Regions from separate parts of the Mus musculus genome. Here all the other regions are linked to region 1. A link is a contact called in public HiChIP or PLAC-seq and Micro-C data. All regions are on one chromosome and are shown on one strand. Each heading gives the region's core, a stretch centred on a gene start, on an enhancer-like site or on the middle of the called end of the contact. The rest is flanking DNA. Distances are from core to core; before and after follow the strand shown.

The links. A called contact is a pair of places that touch in the nucleus more often than the background predicts. HiChIP or PLAC-seq counts read pairs in DNA pulled down with a chosen protein or histone mark.
Region 2: an HNF4G HiChIP or PLAC-seq map of pancreatic cancer cells shows a contact between it and region 1. The contact joins the enhancer-like site here to the promoter of Spop in region 1. A contact is called at or near these places in 5 of 39 promoter capture datasets (cranial neural crest, embryonic stem cells and hippocampal neurons), 1 of 484 Hi-C or Micro-C datasets (embryonic stem cells) and 4 of 115 datasets of contacts at active chromatin or transcription factors (embryonic basal ganglia, embryonic stem cells, pancreatic cancer cells and 1 more).
Region 3: a contact with region 1 is called in a Micro-C map of embryonic stem cells, with 2.2 times the contacts expected there. The contact joins the promoter of Ngfr here to the promoter of Spop in region 1. A contact is called at or near these places in 3 of 39 promoter capture datasets (cranial neural crest, hippocampal neurons and stem cell-derived epiblast-like cells), 14 of 484 Hi-C or Micro-C datasets (the N1E-115 cell line, cardiomyocytes, cortical neurons and 7 more), 8 of 115 datasets of contacts at active chromatin or transcription factors (embryonic forebrain, embryonic stem cells, forebrain and 3 more) and 2 of 9 other capture datasets (adipose tissue and liver).

Annotation. Positions count from the first base shown.
Region 1 is chr11:95,412,254-95,416,280 of GRCm38.p6, forward strand. Spop (speckle-type BTB/POZ protein) reads left to right here and starts at 1,830. Exons shown (of 10, transcript NM_001359107.1): 1 at 1,830-2,151.
Region 2 is chr11:95,630,642-95,634,668 of GRCm38.p6, forward strand. No RefSeq gene overlaps it. Among named protein-coding and RNA genes, the nearest start is that of Phb, 34 kb to the right of the region's middle. Within about 2 kb of position 2,005, at least 56 of the 459 cell types and tissues checked have an H3K27ac peak or open chromatin away from gene starts, as enhancers often do.
Region 3 is chr11:95,585,851-95,589,877 of GRCm38.p6, forward strand. Ngfr (nerve growth factor receptor (TNFR superfamily, member 16)) reads right to left here and starts at 1,848. Exons shown (of 6, transcript NM_033217.3): 1 at 1,634-1,848. The coding sequence starts at 1,708.

The DNA.
Region 1 (4,027 bases), core at 580-3,079:
AAAAGTTTCAAGAATCTGCCTCAGGTGTCAAGAGCTCTTTCTGCTTTAGAGCCAAGCACACGGACCACATCAGTAGAGAATCTGGGCTCTCCAGTTCGTAAATAAACCATTTTGGTTGGGCAGAGTGGAACACCCTTTCAGTCTTAGTACTCAGAAGGTAGAGGCATAAGATCAGGAGCTCAAAGCCAGCCTCTGTTACGTAGTGAGCTGTGTGTGTGTGTGTGTGGGGGGGGGGGGGGGTCAGCCTGGACTGTGTGAGATCATCTCAAAACCCCAAACCCTCAAAATAAAGCAGAGAAAAAAAAAACCAATAAGAGCAATTTCATCTAGAATCTAGGTTGTGTAAGGCCCCAAGGGTTTGGAAGGTTTTGCTTATAATTCCTAGGATATTTCATATGGGGATTACGGGGTCTGCTTCTATACTTGAAAGTGGAAAGCCTCCCGGCACTGTCGGGGTTCTTTCCAAACCCAGTGGCTTGGTTCCTGGGCTGCCAGCCTTCCCTGCTGAACAGGCTCACCAGCCACTGGGTGCCAAGGAGCATGTGGCAAGAGATAGGAGCAGAGTCTCCTGGAGACTGTCCCAAGGCCTGGAAAGCAGTAGGGTGCCAGGAAGCAGCTCTCAATTAGGCTGCAACCCTGTTACCTCATGACCCACAGGGTCACTGGGTTGATCTCTCAGAGCTAGGTGTGTGCTTGATATGTGTATGCAAGAGGCAGTCTGCTTTTGCTTTTGAGAGCTTGATTCAGTAATAAAATATTTTCTTTTAAGTTTAAGGTAATCGAAGAATGTAACACAAAGATGACTGTTTTCTTCCAGGGCCAAGATGCTCTGAGACAATTCTACCCAACTCCAGAATCACTTTTGGTCCATGGGAGCTAAGACATGAGACAGACTGGGGACCCGGATGGCTTAGCCAAGGAATTGTCACAGAATCAGCTTCCTCTCCATTGGGTCTCTCTCTCTCTCTCTCTCTCTCTCTCTCTCTCTCTCTCTCTCTCTCACACACACACACACACACACACACACCCCTTCTGCCTTTCCCAGAAAGAACAGCTCTTTGGTTATTGTTGTCAAATGCTAATTTATTTAGTTTTCAAGACGCGGTATCACCTTGTAATTCTAGCTGACTGTGAACTCAGTAAGTAGACCAAGCTGGCCTTAAATTCACAGAGCTTCTCCTGCCTCTGCCTCCCGAGTTCTGGGGTTAAAGGTGTGCCTCACAGTACTCTAGCAAAGTACCTTATAAATGTTAGCATTTGCAGGCTAGGCTTATTGGACATGGATCTCTATGAATTTAAGGCCAGCCTGTCAACAAAGAGAGTGCTAGGTCAACCAATCCTATAGAGCAAGACCCTATTTCAAAAAATAAAACAAACTAAAACACATGTTAAAAGTTCTTTAAAAAGTATTTTAGCTGAGAGTTGCCTAAAAAAGAAAGTAAGAGCTAAGTCATCGGTAATCCACAAACTGCACAACTAGGTTTCAGTTGCGAAATGCCTGTTGCTGCTCCACCCACCCGGTCCCTGGATCTCAGCTTCCTTCCTCCATTCTGGCCTCGCACCTCAGCGCGAACTTCTGCGCGCTGCACGCGACCCCCTCCGAGTTCCCGCCTCTTTCCACTCTGGCTCCGCCTTCCGCCCAAATTCCCGGGCCCTGGCACCACCTCGCGACGCTTGCGCACTAGGGAAGGTAGGCGGAGTCTTAAAAGAGGAGGAGCTGGAGAGTCTTGAGCGGGACGGGGTGGGGCGGGGCAGGACGGGGCGGGGCGAGGCGGGGTGGGGCGGGGCGGGAAGCTGGGGGGAGGAGGCCGCGCGGGGTGGGGCCCGGCGGGTACGCGCTCGCTGCGTCGACGTGCTGACGACAGGACGCCCAGGCCGGTGTGTGTCGGTGTGTATGTGTGTGTGTGTGTGTGTGTATGTGTGTGTGTGTGTGTGTGTGTGGTGTGTGTGTGTGTGGTGTGTGTGTGTGTGTGGTGTGTGTGTGTGTATGTGTGTATGTGTGTGTGTGTATGTGTGTGTATGTGTTTGTATGTGTGTGCGCGCTCCAAGAGTGTATTTGTGTATCGGCGGTCCCGCAGGTCCCGGATGTTGCGGGCAGTATGAGGCGAGCGCAGGGGGACAGGGACCAGCAGCTGTCGCCGCCGTTCTCAGGTGAGTGTGTGTATGTGTGTGTCAAGAGTCGAAGAAGGGGTTGGCCTGTTGGGGTGCGGGGTTTTTCCTTGAGAAGTGACTAAACCCTCCCCCACAACACACACTTTTCCTAATGTACTATTCTCTGCCCCATTTCCTATGTTGGTTTCCTGGCCCGAGGAAGCCAGAGCCTAGTCAGCCGTCCGTTCTTCCTACCTCAAGCATTCTGGAAACACAAACGCGCCCCCTGCCTCCTGCCTCCCTCACCATCATATCCCCAACCCCATCCCCCTTGCCAAATAGTGAGCTGTCGCCTGCGGCGAGATGGGGAACTGCGCATGCTCGAATGTGAAGGAGCTCCGGGTGCCTGGTCGCTGCTTCAGGACGCATGCGCATTGCTGTTTTGCAGGGACCTGCGGGATAAAGAGCCCCTTGACCACGAGCCCGCCTTCTTCGCTAGACTTGCCACCCAATAGTGAGCTTGTCGCTCCGATCCGAGAGGGAGAATTTAAATTATGCGAGGGATTTAAGGACAAAGCACTATTTGCATCTGGTGTTGCCCTAGAGACTCCCAGGCTACCAACGCCTCCTAGAGCCAACGTGTCCCACGCTGACCCTTCTTTTTGAAACTTAACTGCTACTTCTACTTCTAGTATTACTTCCCTTTCCACCACTCCCGTCGTCATGCTGAAACCTTACTACAAACTTCCCCTAAGTTTAGGAGTAAGTCCAACTCGTTATTCTGGCAGGGGATTTTGATAGTCTTGTTAAAAAGGATTTGTTAAAAGGTCCATTAAAAAAGAAACTAAGGTGGGAATTTCTCTTTAGTAAAATTCTGAGTTGCCTTTACAGAGTAGCTAAGGAAGGGATAAGTGCCACACACAGACTTGAGGTAACAACAAAACAGAAATCAAGCTGTCAATCAGTAGCTTCATTTCAGCCCTTTTACTTAGTGGGACCTTTTTGGTTCATTGTGTGTGTGTGTGTAAGTTCTTCCATAGCGTTTCAGTTTAGTTATACATTTAGTTGTACAGTTTAGTTGTACATTCTGTGACAATATGGAAACAGGGGTAATCAGAAACAATTGAACAACTTGTCCAGAAGTATTAGTTTCAAATAATTTGAGCACTAATTCTTTCATATTGGCAAGTTCCAAAAAATTAAAATGAGGAACTTTACAAAAATATTCCAGTGACTTAGGTCCCAGAGTTTTAGCTGACAGACTGCAGTTGGTTCTTTAGTTTGGTGCTGTGCCATCCCTCTTAGAAACTTTGTCTTAGCTCTACCATGTAGGGAAAAAGATGTTTTATTTGTTTTTGATATAGTCAAGTTGTTATGTAGCCATGACTGGCATGGAATTCCCTATGAAGACCATGCTGGTCTCAAGACTGTATTCACAGAGATCTGCTTACCTCTGCCTCCCTAGTGCCAGGTATACATTTGGTCCCAAAGATAAACACTTTCTACTAGCAAAAAGTTTGCTGAATTGTATTGAAATGAATAGCTAACTTGTTGTTGGGTGGAGAGAATGGAAAAGGGAGGGGCATCTTTTGTTTTTCAGTTGTCTGGCTAACCTAATGTCTCATACTCTTGGGAGTGGGACATGAATCAGCCTTGTTTTGAAATTCCTTTTCCTTTGTGTTCTTTCTTTGGTATTCTCACAAGACATAATTTTGGTTGGCATTTTATCCCTAGAACCTCATGTTCTTGGTCTTGAAAGTGTATGAACACTTCTCACTTCCTCATTTAACTGGGCTTTATGTGGTTCAGTTGTCTGTCTATTGTGCTGTTTCCAGTTGCCATGTTGCACTTGGATCCAGAGGATGACACAGAGCAGCACAGGGGTTGGGGGCAGGGGCACATACATCATCCTGTGCTGGGAAAGAGCTGGATCCTC
Region 2 (4,027 bases), core at 755-3,254, 220 kb after region 1:
CTTTATTGCTGTGACTCTGCTACTGTTATGAATCATAATGTAGATATCTGTGTTTTCTGGCGGTCTTGGGTGACCCCTGTGAAAAAGGTCATTTGACCCCCCCAGGGGTCGCGACCCACAGGTTGAGAACCACTGCTTTAGGGTCTCCAGCTCACTCAAAGAAATTGTCATCATCCTCCCTGTTCCCATTTCCAGCATCACTGTCACCCCACCCCTGGAGCCCATGGGGTCCCCATGCATCCGAGGCCATCTCCTCTGCCTCGAAGGGCTTCCTTACAGAAACCACAGCTCTCTCCTTGCCTCCTGAAAACTCTGCTTTGTGAAGCCCCTGTTTCTGCCACGTAATGTTGCATGTCAGTGATTCCATCTCTCCCCATTCCCTTTGCCCGGCTGGCCTTTCTGCCACAGAAGCACCTTCTAGAACATTCTATCCTCCCTCAAGAAAAAAGTCAGCGATGTCAGCAGGCATGCCATCAGCATTCCGGACAGTACCTGGCCCACTGCGGGTGCTCAGTCACTAAGGGTAAAAGACAGAAGGTAGCTGGGAGCCTGCGACTGGAGAGGAACATCACGACTTTCCAGCAGGTTCCTTGCTCAGCTGAGAGAAAGACTCACAAGGATGGTAACCCTAAGTCTGCCCCATACACCAGGAACACAGTTGGCTCCCCTGGCTGTCTCTTCAGTTGAGGCTCACCCTCCTCCCTTCCTCCCTTCCTTCCTTCCTCCCTCCTTCCCTCTGGAGTCCTCCTAGGGTGAGGGTGCTCCCAGCATCTGGCATCCATCAGCCCCTTCCAGAAGTCCTAGTGAAACAAAGGGGGAGGGTGTGTGTGTGACTAAAGCGATCCCAGATTGGGGCAGGCCAAGCATGCCTGTGTGCTGCCCCTGTCCCAGAGCCTCTCCCACCCCAGCCCTGCCCAGAGCTTCCCATCTACTGCTCTCCCTTCCTCTCTTTCCTCCGGCCTGGGGGAGGTTGTGGCCAGCCTTGCAGGACTGCTGGCTCCAGATGTGAGGGATGCGGAGGGGAGCTGGCAGGAGGGAGCGGGCAAGCAAATGGGACCTGACAGGGGCCGGGCACCTCGGGCAAAGAATGTAAATAAAAAATCAGTAAATATTTAGGGGAAATGGAGCGGGAAGTGGGAGAAGGCAGTGGGGAGGGGAATGTGTTAGATTTCCAACAACATCTGGAGGGCAGTCCCCTCCCCTACCTTCTCCACACTCGGTCCCACCCATTGGGACTTTCAGTTCAGTTTGGTGGCCCTTGGGAGGGCTGGCTATCGGACTGGACTTGGGGGTGTTTGCCATCATTAAAGCACCCCACCCCACAAGGCCTTGCTGGAGTTAGGTAAGGGGTTCTCAGATGGAAACATGGAGTCCCTGCCCTTAGAAACTTCTTAGAGAAAAGCCGTTGGCAACACCTAAGCAGGGCCTTGACAGAAGGCTGGAATGGTGACCTCCAGAGCAGGGCGGGGGGGGGGGGCAGCTTCCTGGGGGAGGGGCTAGGGAGATGTGGGGGTGAGGATCATTTTCAGAGACCAGTGGGAGATGAGACACCTGTGAGCAAGGTGGGTGAGGGAGAAGATAAAGTAGGCACAAAAAGCAGAAGCGGTGGGCAAGGGATGGGCAGGCCTGTGGCACTTTCAGGCCCACATCCCTCTCCCCCATCTCACCCCAAGGAGATTCCACTCTTCTAGGAGAGTGCATCTGAAGGGCCCTCTCACATGTCTCTCAGGGACTGGAAGGAAAAGGAAGGCCCTACCCCCAGGCCAATTCTGTAAACAAAGAAAAGCAGCAAGCAGAGAGGTCCCTGCACCCCCACTATTGGGCGGTGTGCTCATTGTCCAGATTGAGGTTAGGCCTAGGAGAGCCCCCAATGGTCTTTTCTCATGTCTTATGCCGATGGAATGGTGGCTTCCTTCAGCTGGGCCTCCCAGAGTCCAGGCTGTACTGTGTAGAGCAGGGCTCTACAGAGGGTCACAGGCCTACAGTGTCATCTCTGCCTCCTGCTTCCAAGCCCGAGAACAACCGGCCTTTTGTCCAGCTGAGGATGCCCAAGGGGTGAGGTCACCCCCAACATGGCTCTCTTTGTCTCCTAACCAGTGAAACATCAAGGCTGAGTCCGGGCTGTCTGCCTGCGTTCTCTGTCCTCGAGGCCTGGCTACCTCCCATGGGCTTCCTCCAGGTCACAGGGAGACACCCTCATAGGGAAGGTGGCTACTGTGGCAGGTACCAGGGGAGATGAAGCGAGTACGGATAGAGCCAGGGTGGGGCTGAGAAATAGTCCCCAGTGAGTGGGCAGCCCTTCCTCACAGGAGCTCCAGGCACAAATGTGGCTGGGTCAAAAAAGCATCTCAGAACTCAAAGGGAAAAAGCAAAGGATCTGGGAACAGAGGTTCTGGGGGTTGCTCTAACTTTAGACCAAGGGCTCCTCAGAAAACTGGTGAACCCCAGTTATACCAGAGAGAGAAGAGCTTGAAACAGATATCCAAGGTCCCTTCCCCAGGAAGGCAAAAACCCCTCCCTGCAGAGTCTGTGGGGCCTAACTGAACAGAGAGGCCCTGGAGTGGAAGGATGAGGCCTAGAGAAAAAGCCAGGGCAGGGTCTTCTAAATGCAGTGAGATGTCCCCAGTGAGTCCTGGGACCTCATCCCGCCCTTCCTCAAACTTAGGGCCAGGGTAGGTTTACCAGTCTGACTCAGTCGTCTAGGCAAAGAAATGCTAAATTCTACCAAGAGACAGAAGGCTAGGGTTAGAGGATCCTAGTCACCCAGTGAGCAGGAAGTGGCTCCCTGAGGCCTGCAGCTACTGGAAAAGCTGCCTCTGGGGAGAGAGCATGTCCCTGTGTGGCTCTGATGGCTGTCCATGCCACTGAAAGAACTTACTGCTGTCTGAAGACTGAGGGGCCTGCGGAGGGTTGGGTCCACCCAAGGAGCTGAATGGATCAAGTCAGAGAGGATGATGGGAACATGGGTTAGTGACAGGGCATGATCTGACCAGGTCATCCTCTAGCTGTGGATTCTCAGGCTGCAGTGTCTTCTGTCCCCTATCCTGCCTACCCCCACCCCACTCTGTTCACTCTGGACCCAGGCTCCACCCCATCTGGGTAGAATGTTATGGGAGCCAAGAATAGCCTTTGCTGGGGTCAAGGAAGGGAGGGACACTGGGGACTAATTGCCCTAAATAAATGAGCAATTAAGGCTGTTAGAAGAAATAGCTAGAAGCCCCCACCACCACCCTGAATTATCACCATGGCAACCCCAGCCAGCTCCTCCCCAGAAAAGGCTGAGCCACTCGTTTGGCCCACATAACTGTCATTCAGACTGAAGGTTGGCCAGAATGGCCTCTTTCTGGAGAACCAGAAAGAGTAGAGGAAAAGATGGCATGGAAGGGAGGCAGGGGGATGACTGGGATGACCTGCTGCTTAAGCTCGGAGTCAGACCATGGAGCAAAGGGTATTCCTCGGTGGCCTCATAGCTAGGGCCTCCAATCCCAACAGCACTGCAGCCAGTGTGGCAGGGGTTTAGGAGTAGATGTTGCCAGGAGTAGACTTTGCCAGGTCCCCATCTCCTCTCAGCACCTCACCCCACCCCCCACACTTCCTGTAATGGCGTCTCCAATGGGGAGCCCATTAGTCCTTCTCAGGGTAGCGCCTAAGTACTGTGGCTGATAAATATAACATGAGCCCATCGATTAGAACCCTCCTAGTCCTGCACAGCTTGACTCCCTAATGGCTCCCCCTCCCCTCAGCCCAGACTCCCACCCACCCCTCCACCCAGGACCGTTTTTCCTGGCTTACTTGGAACGTGGAAGCAGCTATTACTGGAGCAGAGGTAAGGAGACATAGGCAAACCCCCAGGGTCCAGTCAGAAAGGCCTCCTGCTTCAAGACCTACTTGGGCAAGTCTGGATCCCAAAGTGGCCTGGAAGGCCCTTCTTTGTCAGTCAGGGAACCAGAGTTCCTCCCTGGCTGTCCCAGCTCACAGAGAACCTCCGCCTCTATGAGGTGCAGAAGTCAAAGGGGCCCCATCAATC
Region 3 (4,027 bases), core at 598-3,097, 170 kb after region 1:
CGAACCAGCTGCCGCCCCCTCCCCACCTGCGCGCGCCCAGGGAGTTCAGAGCTGGAACGAGGTGACCATCCAGCCACACGACTCTGGCTTGAGATCGTGACCAACTTGCTTAAACTTCGAAGTCCCTGCCTCCTTATCAGTAAGATGGAGATGGGGGGGGGGGGTGTACAGTGCTCGGATGTGGAAAGGGTGGAGGGAAGAGTGAGGAGAGGACGTCACTTTCATTGCCAACCTTCCTTAAGATCTGGTCAGAAATACCCAGAGTACTCAGGTTCATAGAAGGAGGACCTAATGACCTTAGCCGGAGTTGGTGTCTCCGAACAGCAATCCGACAAGAATCCCAGGCATCCAAGTGGCCCCTGTCTCATTTGAGAAGCGTTCATTGACTTTCACCGAAAGCCTGGCCAGGTGTGGGCGGGATGATGATCCTATTAAGTTCTGGACCGGAAGGAGCACGGAGGGCTCAGGGCCCGTGGCGGCTTAACTTAGAAGGGACTCAGTGCGCAGCCCAAGGCGCGCACGCAGCTCCCAACAGCAATCCCTCGCCCGCAGTGCCCCCTGCGGGTCGCCTGGGGTTTTGCATCCCCTAGCTGTGCGCTGCCGGAACCATCACAGCCTTGAGAGTCCCAGCGCTCCGCATCTCGAGAGCTGGCCGGCGTTTAATAGGGTAGGGGGATGCCCCGGCTCTGTCTCTCCGGGTCCACTGAGTTGCTTCAAACCACGTGAAAGGTTTGTCAAGGAACTACCCTAGAAGCGGATTTGCCATAGTGAAGTGAGCGCTCTCTTCCCTGCCTGGGATGCCCAGACGCAATTCCCGGACTGGGCGAGGCCGCTAGAAAGAGCGCTAGAACCCACGCGGGAAACGTCTGTGACTGGGCTGTCCTCATCGCATCGTCCTTGAGTAGACAGACAGGCGGGGCCCCGAGCACTTTAGGGTATGCACCTTCTTTCCATTTCTCTATCTCTTTTGTGGTTGTCTCTTTTCTGCCCTCCATAAAGCCCACTTCTCTCTCTTCAACCTCTCTGCCACTCCCGAATCGCTCCTTTCGATGCCCCTCCCCCCCATTGTCTGGCCGGTCCCCATTGTCCATACTGGGTCCCCTCTGCCTCCAGTCCCTCCAGCTGCCTCCCGCATTGTTCCGTCTCTAGCCCCTCACATCTTTAGTGCCGATCTCTTTCCCTTCCTTCTCTCTGCCCTACAACTCCCCAGGGACTAAGATGCTAAAGAGAAAACTCCCCTCGGGATCCCAAAATTCACACGCTGTCGTCAAAAGAACCCAGGCGCCCGAGATTCCCAAACCTCCCTCCACCCCACTCGAGACTGCTCCCAGTCTCCTACACCGCACCCGTCGTAGTGCTCAAGAACCAGCAGCAGCAAGCAGAACCAAGAACGGGTGTCGTTGCAACAGTCCTGTCTGCATCTCTATCCTGGGACTGGGTCGCCTCTGCGCTCTGAAAGTCCTAGAAGCTAGGAGCGCCCCTGTGGGTCATGATCCCGCAGCTCCTCCGCCACCCGTTGCCAGCATCTGGGACCTTAACGTCTTATTCTGTTCCCTGGGTGGTGGCACCCACATCCCCTTGGGGTTCAGCTCTTTGAAAAGGTTAACGGAGGTCCCTCCTACTAATCACTTACCCCTAGAAGCAGCAGCAGCAGCAGCAGCAGGCGCAGCCGGTCCATGGCGCTGCAGGCAGCACCTGCCCTCCTCATTGCTCGCCTCCGGCGACAGCGCTCAGCTTCTAGCTCAGTCCGCTCTGCGGACCGATGGTGCTGCGCGCTGAGCTGAGCTGCGCTGCGCTGCGCTCCAGCGCCCGCTGCCCGCCGGAGCTGGCGGAGGCTCCACTCGCTCTGGCTGCTAGCGGGCGGGAGCAGCTGGGTGAAGGCAATGCAGCAGCCCCGCCTCCTCCCCGCCCAGCCCGCCCAACTCCCCCCCCCCCCCAACCCCTCCGGAACCGCGCCCGCCCGGCTGCCTAGGGTGGGGAGTCCAGAGCAGTCAAGTGAGGCGTGAGAGGAGCCGCACCCGTGTGCCCCGCTGTGGCTTCTCAGTGGGCTGCCCCACGTACCCAGGGCACCTCCGGTTATGCTGAGCATAAGATGCTTCGGATCCAACGGGGGCCATTGCTCTCCTACTGATGAAGCCTGCCTCGGGGTTAACTCTCTTAAACATCTTTAGCCTAATTGCCTACCTAGCCCTTATTCCGAAAATGAGGCTGCCCTCCTTTTATGGTTGGATACACACCTTATTCCATTCTCTCTCTGTTCCAACTTGTGGAGGGATATGTTCCTTGGGGCCTTCAAGGTGAAATCTATCCCAATATCATAATTTGGGATATCTGTCTGACACTGTTTCTCTGTCTCTGTCTCTGTCTCTCTGTCCCTGTCTCCCCCTCTCCTACACACACACACACATACACACACACACACATGATAGAACCTAGGACCACACACACACACACACACACACACACACACACATGATAGAACCTAGGACCACACACACACACATGCTAAGCAAGCATTGTATCACAGAACTCTATCTCCAGCCTTTCATGAGCTTGAATGAGTCACAGGTGTGCACATAAACCCCAGGAATACACAAACACACTCTCAAGTGCACCTGTACGTGTGTGTGTTGACGTACTGACATCTGCCTATACCGTCCCTCAGGCATTCATATAGACCTGCTCATCCTACAAGGGCTCCTAACACAGACCAGACATACATCAATGCACACAGGCTGACATTCACATATACACTCCTACACACTCACATGTGTGCACTGCACAGTGGTAGTCACACAAGCCCACATCTGTATTTTGCCCTCAAATGCACACACACACACACACACACACACACACACACACACACACACACACAGAGTATACAGACAACACACAAACATGATTACATGAGTTTGTGAGTTTCCTACGGGCAGGGACAGTAGTGTCTTCTCTGACCACCCAAGTGTTCAGTCATGGAGGGGATTCAAGGGGAGAGCTGTTGAATGGATTCAACATCCACAGACTCATCCGTGAGCTGTGTAGGCCTTCTGAGGATCACACTGGCCATGCTCTAGAAGCGTGGCACATCAAACCACCTGTATGCCAAGGAATGTGCAGTCAGTCTTTCAGAAGAAACACCGCCCCGCCCTTCTCTGGTTCCCAGACATCGAAGGCCCTGGTACAGAACTGTGTGGGGACAGTCTATCCCAGCACCAGATGTTAGCTATGTCTGGACTCCAGTTCCTCTTCAAAAAAATACAGTCCCAAAATAATAGAAACAAGGGACAGACCAAGAGCATTTATAAAGCAGGCCTGCTCATGAGTAGGTGATTTCCTAGGTCACTTAAACTTAATTGCAGGAAAAAAAAAAAAACCTATCCTATGTAGCCAATAAAGGCCAGCAGACAGTCCCCAGGAAGGACGGGTAGACATCACTGTGGCTTTGAGAATTCATGTTCATGAGCCACCATGGCTGGATGTAAGAGTCTAGGCAGAAAGCAGGACCTCAGAAGTCCCTGGGGAGTCCTTCCGCCTGGACAGAGATTACTTCTAAGATGTCCCCTCCCCCAACGCTTTTACAGACCTGCCTTACTCTCTGCTGAATTCATGGGAGGCAGGAAGGGGGAGCATTAGCACTTCCAGAAGCATTGAGCTGCTTACTACCAGGCTACCGACAGTGTGGCATTAATTTAAATACTCCCGTTATTAATTTATGATCCCAGTTACTATTATTGCCAAGGTTATCCATCTCAACACAATTTAATACGACCCACACCACCATGGCTGGGCCTGGGTTATTAATAATTTCCATGGTCTTGATCATTTAAGCCTTACTCCAACAATTACAAACAGCAATTGTTACTATTCTTAGCAGTATTTCTATGATTAAGCTGAAGCACAAGCCCGAGATGTACTGCTGAGTGCTGGCAGGGAGTGTGGCTGCATAGGGTGCGGAAGGAGGAGTGTTGCATTGTGGGAAGTCAGGCCTGAGTGCGAATGCTTGCCCCCTGCCCTGTTGCCTCTTCCT